3 separate regions of the Mus musculus genome follow, and all the other regions are linked to region 1. The links are chromatin contacts, called in public Hi-C maps. All regions are on one chromosome and are shown on one strand. The core of a region is the stretch at or near the end of the contact, and the rest is flanking DNA. Distances in the headings are between cores, read along the strand shown.

Region 1 (4,103 bases), core at 801-3,300:
GATGATAGCACAGTTCTGCACTCTGGCATTTGCAATGATAAATTTTTTATCTGCAACAAGAAGATGGTAGGACATCTCTTTTAAAATCTTCCCAAAGGTTCTCACAAACACTAAAGCCATTTGTTGCATAACGAGGGTCAGAAATACAGTGGCTTCCCCCAAATGCCAATCATTTAGACCTTTCCAAGAGAATTACAAAAATCACACACACACACACACACACACACACACACACACACACCCCTATACAAACTTGAGGTGTGAGATCTGTGGAAATACGTGATTTAATACAAGAAATTAAGACAATTTCTCTTCAATTGCAAGAACAGAAATTTCCAAGTTGCCTAGTTCTCAAGCTCTTTGAGTCCCAGGAGGTCCTGGTGGACACACTGACAAGCAGTTTGCCAATGGATAATTCTAGAATGCCATTTAGTTGAATGATAAAAATTTCTTAAATTAGAAAATTAAAACATTCTGTAACTGCCAGGTTTCTCACTTCAACTTTGACTGGACCTTAGAATGCAACTATCTTAAAGTACCTTATTTTTAGATTTGCTTTTACTTGATTTCTATAAGGAAGGCATATGGTTTTCTTTTTTTTTAAATACATGCTTATATTTTTTAAGACACTTATCTTTAGCAATGAAATGACTCCACATTTATTAACAATAAATAAAATAAACCTTCATACTTTCATAATGTTCAATTCCAAAAGATAAAAAGAAAATGCACACTATACAGTTTGAATAGTGATAGAAAACAGTTTTTAAACTTTCTGTTTGGAACAAGCTATAATTTTATGTAATAGATATTTTAATTCAAGTCACATTAGGTGTGATAACAAGTTATATTTGCTATTTCCATAAAGAATATGGAACAGAATAGAGAAGTTAATGTTGTTCACAGGTACCAGATCTTCACATCACTAAGTGCAGTACTGGAGAAACATATAATGTATGCAACATAAATGCACGCTGAGGTAGATTTAGTGCAGAATACAAATGGATAACTACAGGATTTTAAATTATTATATTTATAGAAAATAATTCCTGGTGGCTTGCTTACATGAGTACAGAAATTTTTTTTCTACATTCAATCTCTGTGGGATTTACAGACTGCCCTTCAATTTTTAAATTTCTACACCTTATATTTAGGGAGCGACAAAGAGACACAAATACGGTTTTTCAGTAGTGAGCTGCTTGCACTCAAACCAGTCCACTGCTCACCAAATTATTCTTTTGCGTCTATTTTCAGTTTCCGTACAAAGTTCAGTTTTAAGAGCCAACTAACATCAAGCAAACAGCATCCTTGACATTCCACAGCCCAGCAGTTTACCAGCAGAAAACAGTTTGCATAGCTGTTGGCATCGCCACTACCATTTACATGTTCTTGTTTCCAGCCTATAGTCGGTTCTGCTCCTGACTTTACAAAGTCTGCCACAGAAAAAGCTTTAGAATACAAGCCCATGTTTTACCAGCACGTTCCCTTTAAGGTAGTAGACTAGTAGGGCATGAAGTAGCAAGGCAGATAATGGAGCAGTGGGAGAGGAGGATCAAATTGCCTTGTACAATGGAGTCCATAATATAAAATGTAAATCCAAATTAATATTAGAACACCCCCGCTGCCATCTGAACTGCCTGCCTGGCTTTCCCAGCCTCTAACTTGACAACCTGGAGTTGTCCATCCCTCTAGCTTGGAAGTGACGGACGCCAAGTGCTCTACCAAAGCAGAAAGCGAGCGACAGGGAGAGAACAAACGAACTTACTCTGCCCTTCAAATTTCCGTATGATGGTCCCCAGGAAGGTGTTTTGCGGTGCCACATGCCCCCTGCGAACAGGCATGTTGCCCCGGGTCTTCGCCGAGCGCTCCGAGCTCAGAGTTCTCCCGGGATGTCTCCCGGGCTAGAGCCCAGGCCGGCGCGCAAGCCGCTCTTTGTGGCAGCGCATCTTCTTTGGGGAGCAGAAATCTCTTCCCATTAGCACCACTTCGAGACACCCGCGTTCTCCGCCGAAGTCCAATCCATCCCGCTCACCTTCCGGAGGGGGCCTCGCACCGGCCTGCGTCGAGTGAGAGGCTTGGGGGCGGGGAGGGGAGGAGGCGGGGTGCGGGAGGTGGCGGAGGAGGGCCGAGGAACGCGGGGGGCGGGCTGGGCTGGGGTGGCGGGGCGGGGAGTCACAAGGGCAATCGATCTGTTTCTCTTCTCCCAAACAGCGCCAATTTCTCAGTGCAAATGGGCTTAACCTGGCTGTTGCCCAGAGCCCCAAGGATTGCTGGTGGGCGGGGGTGGGGTAGGGTGGAAGACTTGTGCGCCTTTTGCAGGAAGGGAAAAAAGAAAAGGAGGCAGGGTGGGGGTTGACGTTACTGTCCCCGCCCTCTCCCCCTACACACACACACACACACACACACACACACACACACACACACACACAGCCTTTATCCTGGGAGCTTGGGCGCCGCCAGAGCTCGGGTTACTCAAGCGTGCCTTATCGGAAGGCAGCCAAGAAATCTCCCAAACTCAGTGATAAAACAGCTACTCTGGGAAGGTGATCTCCATGGCCACTAGCCACAGGGCTCCATCCTTAAGGGATTCACACTATGGTAGCTAACACGCCCTCAGTTGCAAAGAAAAGACAGGTGGGAAGCCAGCCCAGCCCTTTAATGAGTGCTTCTAGGCTCTGCTGGCGCTCGGGATGCTGAAGATCGAAGATGAGCCACCTAAGAGTGCAGGTACAATTTCAGGGTTCAGCTCTGACCCTGACACCCTCAGGGGTGGTCTCTGAATAAAGCCAGGACTATCCAAAGCACCGCTGAGCATACCGGGTTTCCCCAAGGGAGTCCCAGAGGAGTTGCAATGATGAGGGTGACTGGGTCTCCCTTGTGCTAGAGGTTGACAGAACGATGTTAAGGCCAAAGATTGTGTAAGCAAATGGTACAAAACAAGCCCAGAGTTTGAAAAGGGTGAGGCTGAGCGCCTGGGAGAAGGAACAAAAGGTGGGTGGGGCTAGGAGTTCCCTGCCTTCAAGTGACCTCCCTTGTTAATTACCTCCTAAACCCAGTAGCCAAATTCCTTCTGTTTTCTCACCTTTGCTAAGGGAGTACTTGCATAAGACAGAGTTCCAAGGGAAACATTGAGACCTCTTCCTTTTAGCTTCACAGAGGCTTCCCATGTGGGAATCTCTTCCTGATTATACATGCACTTTGTTTGGTTCATATGTTCCTGGAGACTTAAGGCAAGCTGTGCTAAGGAAACATCTTTTCAAAGTAGATTTTTCCAGGTTTCTTCTCCTCTCCTCTTACTTCTCTCCCTTCATTTATGTAGTCAGCTTTAATAGCTCTATCCACGCCCCTTTTTGTAAGTATTTTCGGTCACCATTTCAATCTGCAAAAGAGAACTTAGACAAATCTCTTGTTTCTGGCTGTCAATAAAGGCCCACAGACTTTCATAAGGACATATAGCTGCATGGATGAGGGTCGCTGATAGATCAGGGTGCAGCCCATAGTCCTGCTTTGTCTACATCAGTAGGGTTCACATTATCTCAGTTATACCTCAAATATGAAGTGAAATAATCAGAGTGGGGCTAAGTGACAAGAGGCAATGTTCACTTAGGAGGGTGAACATATATTGTGGTAAAGAAGGTATATTGTGAGATTCACACAACACTTTTTTATATTTTAGAAAACTACACCCCCAAATTCTAAATAAAAACAAGAACCGAAGAAATTCTAACTGTTTTCATTGAAAGTATTGAAAACAAATCCAAAGGAAGACAGTGCCTGGAAAAGTTCAATTTTCTAGTTATTAGCTTGATTTTTCTTGACTCTGTGCAGTTGTGTCCATTGAAATATTGAGGACACACTTTTCTGATACATGGTTTCTTTTCTTTTTTCCGTGTAGGTAGATTATTTAGTGTTTTTCTTCCCTAGATGCAGCTGTGCTTGCAAGAACCATTCCTGGTTTCAGAAGCTAAAAATGTATGGAGCTATCCGTGGTGCTGATTCTTAGACTGCCATTAGTGAGTATTCATTGAGGATGCCAACCAATGACAGTGGAACTGCAAACTCAGTCAAGTGGCTGTTAAGACACAAAACCCTGATCTTAGTCA
Region 2 (4,103 bases), core at 547-3,046, 500 kb before region 1:
CACTCCTGACTTAAAACATAAACTACTCAGGAGACAAATTTTTGTTTTGTTTTGTTTTTGCTTTTTCAAGACAGGGTTTCTCTGTCTGTCCTGGAACTCACTCAGTAGACCAGGCTGGCCTTGAACTCAGAATTCCGTCTGCCTCAGCCTACCAAGCATTGGGATTAAAGGCGTGCGCCACCACTGCCCAGCAGAGACACATTTTAAAAAAGTGGTTATAAGTGACTTCGTTCAGATTTTGCTTCCAGGCTGCAAAGTGTCCATAGCTTTAGCATCTTTCAGCTGTAGCTTTTCGATTACCAATTGATGTCCTGCTATGAAAAATGAGTATTTAGCTACCTTCCAACCTTAAAATCACTCTATCCCTCTAAAATTTCATCGTTTGTTCTGCTGATGTATAATAGTGTATAATATGTATAACAATTTGGGATCCATCATTAGCATTTACCTTATCTCATGTCTACACGTGGCTTATAGCTATGTTCTGTGACAGTGTATGGCTACCTTTCTTTGTTAAGTAGCCTTTTGTCTTTCTCAGAAATCACAGTGGCTAGTAGCGGTAAGATACTGCTGAAATGGCTGCTCCATTAAGGGAAGAATTTGATTGTGCATAAGAGAGAAAGTAGTTAGAGTCATATGGAAGAGTCCAGTGTAAAGAAAAAAAGACAGGGGACATTGACAGGGCTATCTGCAAGAGGAGGGGGAATAGGGACATAGCAAGAGAGGGGACAGTACAGAATAGCGGGGGTAGGGTGGGGAAGTAGGGGTGGCAGTGAGGATATCAGGAGGTGGGGGCAGGAGGAAAAGCTTGTTATGTAGAGAACAGATGGATAGTTGGGAGGAGGGAAGGCTGAGGAGGCGAGAAGGGCCAGAATGTTAAGGGGAGGGTCTTAGAGAGATACATTAGTGCCTTATGAATAGGCACGGTAGGCGCATCGAGGCCAGCACAGGCTTTGATAGGCAACCACGGGAATACAGCCATGGAGAACCACCTGCGCTTCTGCCAGAGGCAAAGGAAATGTCTCCCTTTGGCAGATGGGAACCTGTTTCAAAAGTTTCTGAGGTATGCTGGTTCTTATCTAAAGGCCAGAAATCCATCTATAGTCCAGCTTGAGCTAAGCCAAGACTCATTTCTGGACATGTGCATTGCCTTCTAGAGTCTGGGAAATCGGTGTTTGCTAGGGATTGAGTCCCTCTGATTTTCCCCGGTTTCCTGGGATGCTCTCTGTGTTACAGGAGGGTCCCTGTCTTTCACTGCCACTCTGCACTTCTTCCCCACTCCAGAGTTGCATCTCTCCTCTTAGTCTGCCTCTTGTTGTCTAGTATTTATTCCACTGAGGTATCTCATTAAGTGGCTTTTATCAAATTTTGAGACTTTAAGTGTCTGAAGAAGCTTTCATTTTTGTCTCAATCATTGAGTGGCTGCTTGTCAATGGGTAGAGTTCTCTGAGACAGCCCATTTCCACATATACTTCACAAAGAATGTTTTACAGAGCAGTGGGTGGTGTCCAACTAGAAGAAGCAGGAGGAGGCCTGGGGTTTTAATGCTCCTGCCAAAGACTTTCCTGCTGCTGTCTGGTTAACAGTTTCACACATATTTTCAGAAGGACGTCTTCTGGTCTGCAGGTCCATCATCTACGTTTCTGTCTCACCGGCATCAGCTTTGCTTTTCCTCTCTGGACGCTCAGGGATCATTCTGTTTCTCACAGGGCCCTGATGCTCTGGCCTGTCACAGTGTAGTGTCTCGTGGTCTTGCGTGAGGGAACTGAGTGGGTGTGTTCAGTCTGGAATCTCTTGTACTTTTTTGTTCTGGGAAATTTTCTTCAGTGGTGTTTCCTCTTTCTGTAATATGCATTATTTGGACCAAGTCATCTCTTCTCCTTTTTGTGGAATGTCCTCAACTTTCTTTTATAAACCTTCTGTATCTTTTCATCTTGGGTGGTAGTTTTGTACGCTCTAAGAGCTTCTGCCCTTTTTCACAAATGCTACACTTTCTATTTCTATTAATAGTTCGCTGAAACTATTAATATGCTTATTACATGGCCTTTTCTTCCTTAAAATTACTTTTCTTTTCTACCTTCTTTGGTTATTTTCCCTGTCAGTTCTTGAGTGTCTAACACTTTGTTGCTCAAGTCTCAGAAAAATGCTGAGTAAAAGCCCTGATCTGGTAGACTGTGCTCTTCCGTGTAAGGTGAAGCTGGGCAGTTTCGCTCTGGGATTCGGGGCTCACTGTCATGAGAGATTTCCTTTGTTTCCTCTGGGCTGCCTTTTCTCCTGTTCTCCTTAAGAGAAAAGGCAGACTTTCACAGTTCTTAACTCTGTGTAAATTTTTAGGTAATTGGCTTGTTTTCTGCAGCTCATTATTCCCATTGTGCCTCCTGTCCCACAGTCCAGAAACATCCCCAGAAAGTGAAGTCCTGCTGGGTGAGCGTGTAGGTGTGCCAGCCGTCCAACGGCGTAAGGCAGGGAGGGGATTGGGGCTTTGCATGCTCTTAAAATAGCCCTTCCCTCAGTTCTGTTTTTAGCCCCACCTTCACACACATGTTCAGAAGCTGCCAATTCCTCAACAGTTGGCACCTTTCCCAAGGTAACTCGGTTGTTTCTCAGCATTTCTCGTTATGCATAAACATTAAGTAGCCACATCTCTCGACTTTCGAACTTGCAAAATAATTTTCTGTTATTTCCTTTTCCTTTAAGGGTTGAAGTCCACCCTGACCCCCAATCAACCCAAGGATAAAGTAAAATCTGTCATTTTGGGCATGAAAAGTCTGTCTTTCTACTGTATAAAAATATTTCATCTTTAAATTTCTATCCTGAGATTGAATATATGCTTACTTGTTTATGTAATTTTTTGAAAAAGTTATTTATTTATTTATTTATTTATTTATTTATTTATTTATTTATATGAGTACACTGTAGCTGTCTTAAGACATACCAAAGAAGGCATCAGAGCTCATTACAGAGAGTTGTGAGCCACTATGTAGTTGCTGGAAATTGACCTCAGGACCTCTGGCACATCAGTCAGTGCTCTTAACTACTGAGCCAACTCTCTAGCCCTGTTTATGTTATTTTTAATTTCTGTTTTTTAAATTAGATATTTTCTTTATATACATTTAAAATGCTATCCCGAAAGTTCCCTATACTCTCCCCCCGCCCTGCTCCCCTACCCACCCACTCTTGCTTCTTGGCCCTGGCATTCCCCTGTACTGGGGCATATAAAGTCTGCAAGACCAAGGGGCCTCTCTTCCCAGTGATGGCCGACTAGGCCATCTTCTGCTACATATGCAGCTAGAGACATGAGCTCTGGGGGTACTGGTTAGTTCATATTGTTATTCCACCTATAGGGTTGCAGAACCCTTCAGCTCCTTGGGTGCTCTCTCTAGCTTCTCCATTGGGGGCTCTGTGTTCCATCTTATAGATGACTGTGAGCATCCACTTCTGTATTTGCCAGGCACTGGCATAGCCTCACACGACACAGCTATAACAGAGTCCCTTCAGCAAAATCTTTCTGGCATATGCAATTGTGTCTGGGTTTGGTGGCTGATTATGGGATGGATCCCTGGGTGGGGTATTCTCTGGATAGTCCATCCTTTCGTCTTAGCTCCAAACTTTGTCCCTGTAACTCCTTTCATGGGTATTTTGTTCCCTATTCTAAGGAGGAATGAAGTATCCACCCATTGGTCTTCCCTCTTCTTGATTTTCTTGTGTCTTGCAAATTGTATCTTGGGTGTTCTATGCTTCTGGGCTAATATCCACTTATCAGTGAGTGCATATCTAATGACTTCTTTTGTGATTGGGTTACCTCAGTAAGGATGATATCCCCCAGATACATCCATTTGTCCAAGAATTTCATAAATCTGTTGTTTTTAATAGCTGAGTAGTACTCCATTGTGTAAATGTACCACATTTTCTGTATCCTTTCCTCTGTTGAGGGACATCTGGGTTCTTTCCAGCTTCTATTATAAATAAGGCTGCTATGAACATAGTGAAGCATGTGTTCTTATTACCAGTTGGAACTTCTTCTGGGTATATGCCCAGGAGAGGTATTGGTGGATCTTCTGGTAGTATTATGTCCAGTTTTCTAAGGAACCTCCAGACTGACT
Region 3 (4,103 bases), core at 525-3,024, 470 kb before region 1:
CAAGGTCTGCTGCTATTCTGTGCTTTCAAGTTTCTTAAAGATCCTCTTGCACTATATTGAACATAGTCACATTGCTTTTTGGACTTTTCTTCCTGTGAGTCTTTTATTATTAATATATTTATGTTAATATATTTTAAATAGCCTGCTTATGTGTTTAATTCCACATGTCTGGTGTGTCAGGTGTTCAGTTTTAGACTCGGCTAAGCATGGAGGAACTGAAGATCCAGGCTCTGTGTGGATTTGAAAAAATGCAATAGAGAGGGATTGTGATCATTTTTTATATAATGATTTATTTTTGAATCATTTCTCCTAAAACTCTCCATTTTCATGCTATTGGTAACTACTTTCTTCCTCATTTTTGTCAGTACTTTTCGTTCTCTAAACCCATTTCTACAAAATGAATGAAGAAAGTCAACTGGATCTGGGAGGTTATCTCAGAGATTAAAAAGAGCTAATTCTTCATGGGAGGACTGGGGGCAGGAACGAGATACCTTAAATGGATCTCTGCTTTTCCATGGAAGTAGTTTTTCAGTTATAGAATGTGATTGGGTTTTGATAGACATTTTGAAAGAGAGTCTTGACAGGTAGCTATGATTAAACGGCAAGAAAGTTATTACATAAAGTTAGGGAATTTACAGCCTCAGCGATTTAAAAAAGCCTGCATGGCAAGTAACTAAATTTGGGCAGGATTAGCTATGATTCTCGAAATAGGGAACCTAGCAGTGGGACTTCCTTTCCATGTCTTTTCTGAAAGCACACGGGGGGGGGGATGCGCTGTACACCCCTTTTCTAAGAAGATGAGAAAAAATTCTGTTTTTTTCCATGGGTTTTCTTTCCCTTTCTTTTATCATTGAATACATAAAAACGTCTTTAGTGATGAGCTTTTTATTTCTTTCTCAACAGGGAGGCTATAAGGAAGAAACAAACATAACCAGAGACAGCCTGAGGAAACTGAGGCTACTTTCCTCGTTTTGTAGAAATGGCTAACAGACCTCAGAGACTTCCCTGTGACATTCATAGAAGGCTCCTGATTATGGCATCTTTAGCCTGCAGGATCTTGGTGTTTGGTGTTTTTTCTACAGTGACAGCGAATGGCTGATTTTTACATTTTATCGGACAGGGAGAAATGTGAATACAAAAGCGAAATTGCAGATTTTCAGAGACGTGTGATTTGTTATTTACAGACATTTGGACCAATTTACAATGCAAAGTTACAACATAGTGTCTTATCAAACTAGATTTTCTACTCTGTGTTGATGATGTTAAATCAGCATGCAGAACATGCAAAAAGAGCCTAGTGATGCCAGGGATAGTCCCAGCTTGTTTTCTAATATCCATTTCATATAGGAACACTTCTTTAGAGAGAATGAGAACTGATAGCATTGAAAGCTATGTTACATTCTCATGAGCTTTGTGCCGGAAACCTCATTGAATTTGTGCCTCTGCTTAGCAGCACGTTCATTTTACAATCATGTAACACATTGATTTTTAAACACCACTGGTGAATCACATGTGATAAATTATGGAGGATAGCATTTTTCTTTGACCCTTAAGGAAAAAAAAAGATTTTCTTAGCAGAAATGAATAAAACGTGTACTGTGAGATTGAGGTTTCCTTGACTATAATTTAATTTTTAATTGAAATTTAGAGATATGTGATTAACTTGTTTTAATGGTGGAATGAAAAATAAAAGAGTTCAAAGAGGGAAACCCTGGTTAGTCGTCCTAATCAAATGAGCATCCTTGTAGACACCTTCTAAAAATAGCTCAGACAGTATCTGCACTTGGTTGCCTTGGAAAATGTTGCTATAGTTGCAAGACACACTTCTGCAAATGGGTGAGCAGTGGGTAAACCTTCATTTTCAGGGTTCACAGTTTCACCAGAGTCTACATTTGACCTCAGCATTAGGAAGGCCAAAGTCATCTTAATTTCTTTTCTCTTTTAAGTTTTGCTTAAATGAGTCCTTCTTTGGAATGACAAGTACCAGAATACAAGGGAGTGAAATTGACTATTAATAATGAAACTAAACTGTTAGAGTCCCGTAGTTCAAACTGCAGTAGCTATGTCTATATCTAGAATTGTACTTACATATTGGAGCTCATTACTATTATATAGTATTGCACTTAGACTCTTACTGGGGAATGATCTTTGCATGAATCATGTTTTAAAATTCTTCATTGGTTAATTATAATGATGAGTTATGTTAAGTGTATGTCATTTTGATGGGGGCTTTATGTCATCCGTTTCCTTTGTCAATAGACATGCATATTTAGCCCCTCATTATCAAGATAATTATTCATGACTTGAATGTGGATTACTTTCTACATTTTTGAAAACATGGATGTTTGGAGATGCTAAAATCATTTGAAAATATAATTGGTTGGGCATAGACAAGAGTTAATTAAAAGTTGGAAGAAGTGAGATTATAAAATGAAGGGCATTTGAATTCACTGTCAGGGAGAATCATTATAAAGTCAAAATCTCAAAAATATCTTTAATGACTTGTCACTTGAAAGCCTAATATTTAAGAAGAAAGCATGGTTTTACAAAAATCACCCTCAAATTATTTTGCACATAGTAGATATTGTTCAGTCAGTTCTTCAGAACTTTGACTTCCAGGATACAACCTGTTTCTATTTTTAGTACTACCCAGAATCCATTTTCATAAATAACTAAAATGGATATTTGATAATCACATCTAATCTTCTATTCTTCCACTGTGATGAATGAGGTACTATTTCCATGCACTTCATCAAGATTTTAGGTTGTCTAGAGGACATTTGCATATATTCTTAGCTTATTGCCATGTGAAGTCATGACAAGCTGATGTGACGTGATAGGGCAAGGAACTCTGGGAGCCTAACCATCTTGTACTCGACAACAACTCATTGTTGGATATTCCTGTGAAATGATGGTGCTAAGTAGAAGTTACCTTCTCAGTGATATACTTTTCTATCCCCCAAGCAGAACATCCTGGTTTTCATTTTTGTTATTATCTTTTGTGACAGTCTTTAAAGATCTATCTATCAATCTATCTATCTATCTATCTATCTATCTATCTATCTATCTATCTATCTATAATTTTTTTGGTGTTTTTCAAGACAGGGTTTCTCTGTATAGCCCTGGCTGTCCTGGAACTCACTCTGTAGACCACATTGACCTCAAACTTAGAAATCCACCTGCCTCTGACGCCCAAGCGTTAGGATTAAAGGCGTGCGCCACCACTACCTGGCTAAAGATATATATTTATACGCGTATATGTGTGTGGTGTTGGTCTGTCTGTGTATCATGTGCATATAGGAGCAAGAAGAGGACATTGGACCCCTGAAACTAGATTGCATCCATTTGTGTAACCTAGATGGATGTGGGAGCTAGGAACCAAGTCCAGCTCCCCTGCAAGAGCAGCAAATACTCTTAAACACTAAACCATCTCTCCAGCCCTGTGTGATGCCCCCTTAGTTTTCACATGTAAATTAAATAAATGAGGAATTGGAAAACAAGATGTAGTAGAAAATATTAAAATAGAGCTCAATATTTGATCCAAGAAAAATTTAGTTATAAATTATATTGTTTAATAATCATAATCAATTCATTAAATGACATTTTTCTTAAAGATGCATAACATGGATTCTGGGGCTAGTCAAATAATTTACTCAAAGTCATAAAGGGTAGCAAAGTTGTTTTTAGAATCCAGGCAGTCTGACCCACATTTCTATGTTCACTTAAATAGAATTATCTGTCTAGATATAGAGATTAGAGATGATATAGAGATAGATAGAGATATCAAAATAATATAGAGATATAAAGATATAGAGATGACATAGAGATATAGAGATGACGTAGAGATATAGAGATATAGAGATGACATAGAGATATAGAGATGATATAGAGATACAGAGATGATATAAAGATATCGATCAAATAGTATCAATCTGGCACATTGGTTCTTCTTCCAGGTAGCATTTTAAGATGTTCTTACTTTCTCTCTAAAATCTGAAAAGTCAAGAATATTGCTCAGTTGTTGTGTATTTTCTACAACAAATCTTGAACATTTGGTTATTTTTTTCATAAGAGATGTGAAATAAGAATGTGTGTAAGACTAT

What was found. Hi-C and Micro-C count contacts between places; a contact is called where the count stands out from the background.
Region 2: a Hi-C map of cerebral cortex shows a contact between it and region 1, with 4 times the contacts expected there. The contact joins the enhancer-like site here to the promoter of Kcnh7 in region 1. A contact is called at or near these places in 4 of 39 promoter capture datasets (embryonic stem cells, hippocampal neurons and liver), 1 of 484 Hi-C or Micro-C datasets (cerebral cortex) and 1 of 115 datasets of contacts at active chromatin or transcription factors (forebrain).
Region 3: a Hi-C map of forebrain shows a contact between it and region 1, with 3 times the contacts expected there. The contact joins the enhancer-like site here to the promoter of Kcnh7 in region 1. A contact is called at or near these places in 6 of 39 promoter capture datasets (embryonic stem cells, frontonasal cranial neural crest, hippocampal neurons and 2 more), 3 of 484 Hi-C or Micro-C datasets (cerebral cortex, cortical neurons and forebrain) and 3 of 115 datasets of contacts at active chromatin or transcription factors (bone marrow-derived dendritic cells, forebrain and neural progenitor cells).

Annotation. Positions count from the first base shown.
Region 1 is chr2:63,182,237-63,186,339 of GRCm38.p6, forward strand. It overlaps Kcnh7 (potassium voltage-gated channel, subfamily H (eag-related), member 7), which reads right to left and starts at 2,051. Exons shown (of 16, transcript NM_133207.2): 1 at 1,766-2,051; 2 at 1-50. The coding sequence starts at 1,841. It overlaps Gm34110 (a long non-coding RNA gene), which reads left to right and starts at 1,467. Exons shown (of 3, transcript XR_866371.2): 1 at 1,467-2,066; 2 at 3,925-4,013.
Region 2 is chr2:62,679,370-62,683,472 of GRCm38.p6, forward strand. All of the region lies in intron 3 of Gca (grancalcin), which reads left to right. Among named protein-coding and RNA genes, the nearest start is that of Gca, 17 kb to the left of the region's middle. Within about 2 kb of position 1,797, at least 21 of the 459 cell types and tissues checked have an H3K27ac peak or open chromatin away from gene starts, as enhancers often do. A contact at or near this core is called in cerebral cortex and forebrain, where this site is marked.
Region 3 is chr2:62,716,812-62,720,914 of GRCm38.p6, forward strand. All of the region lies in intron 13 of Kcnh7 (potassium voltage-gated channel, subfamily H (eag-related), member 7), which reads right to left. Among named protein-coding and RNA genes, the nearest start is that of Gca, 55 kb to the left of the region's middle. Within about 2 kb of position 1,775, at least 11 of the 459 cell types and tissues checked have an H3K27ac peak or open chromatin away from gene starts, as enhancers often do. A contact at or near this core is called in cortical neurons and forebrain, where this site is marked.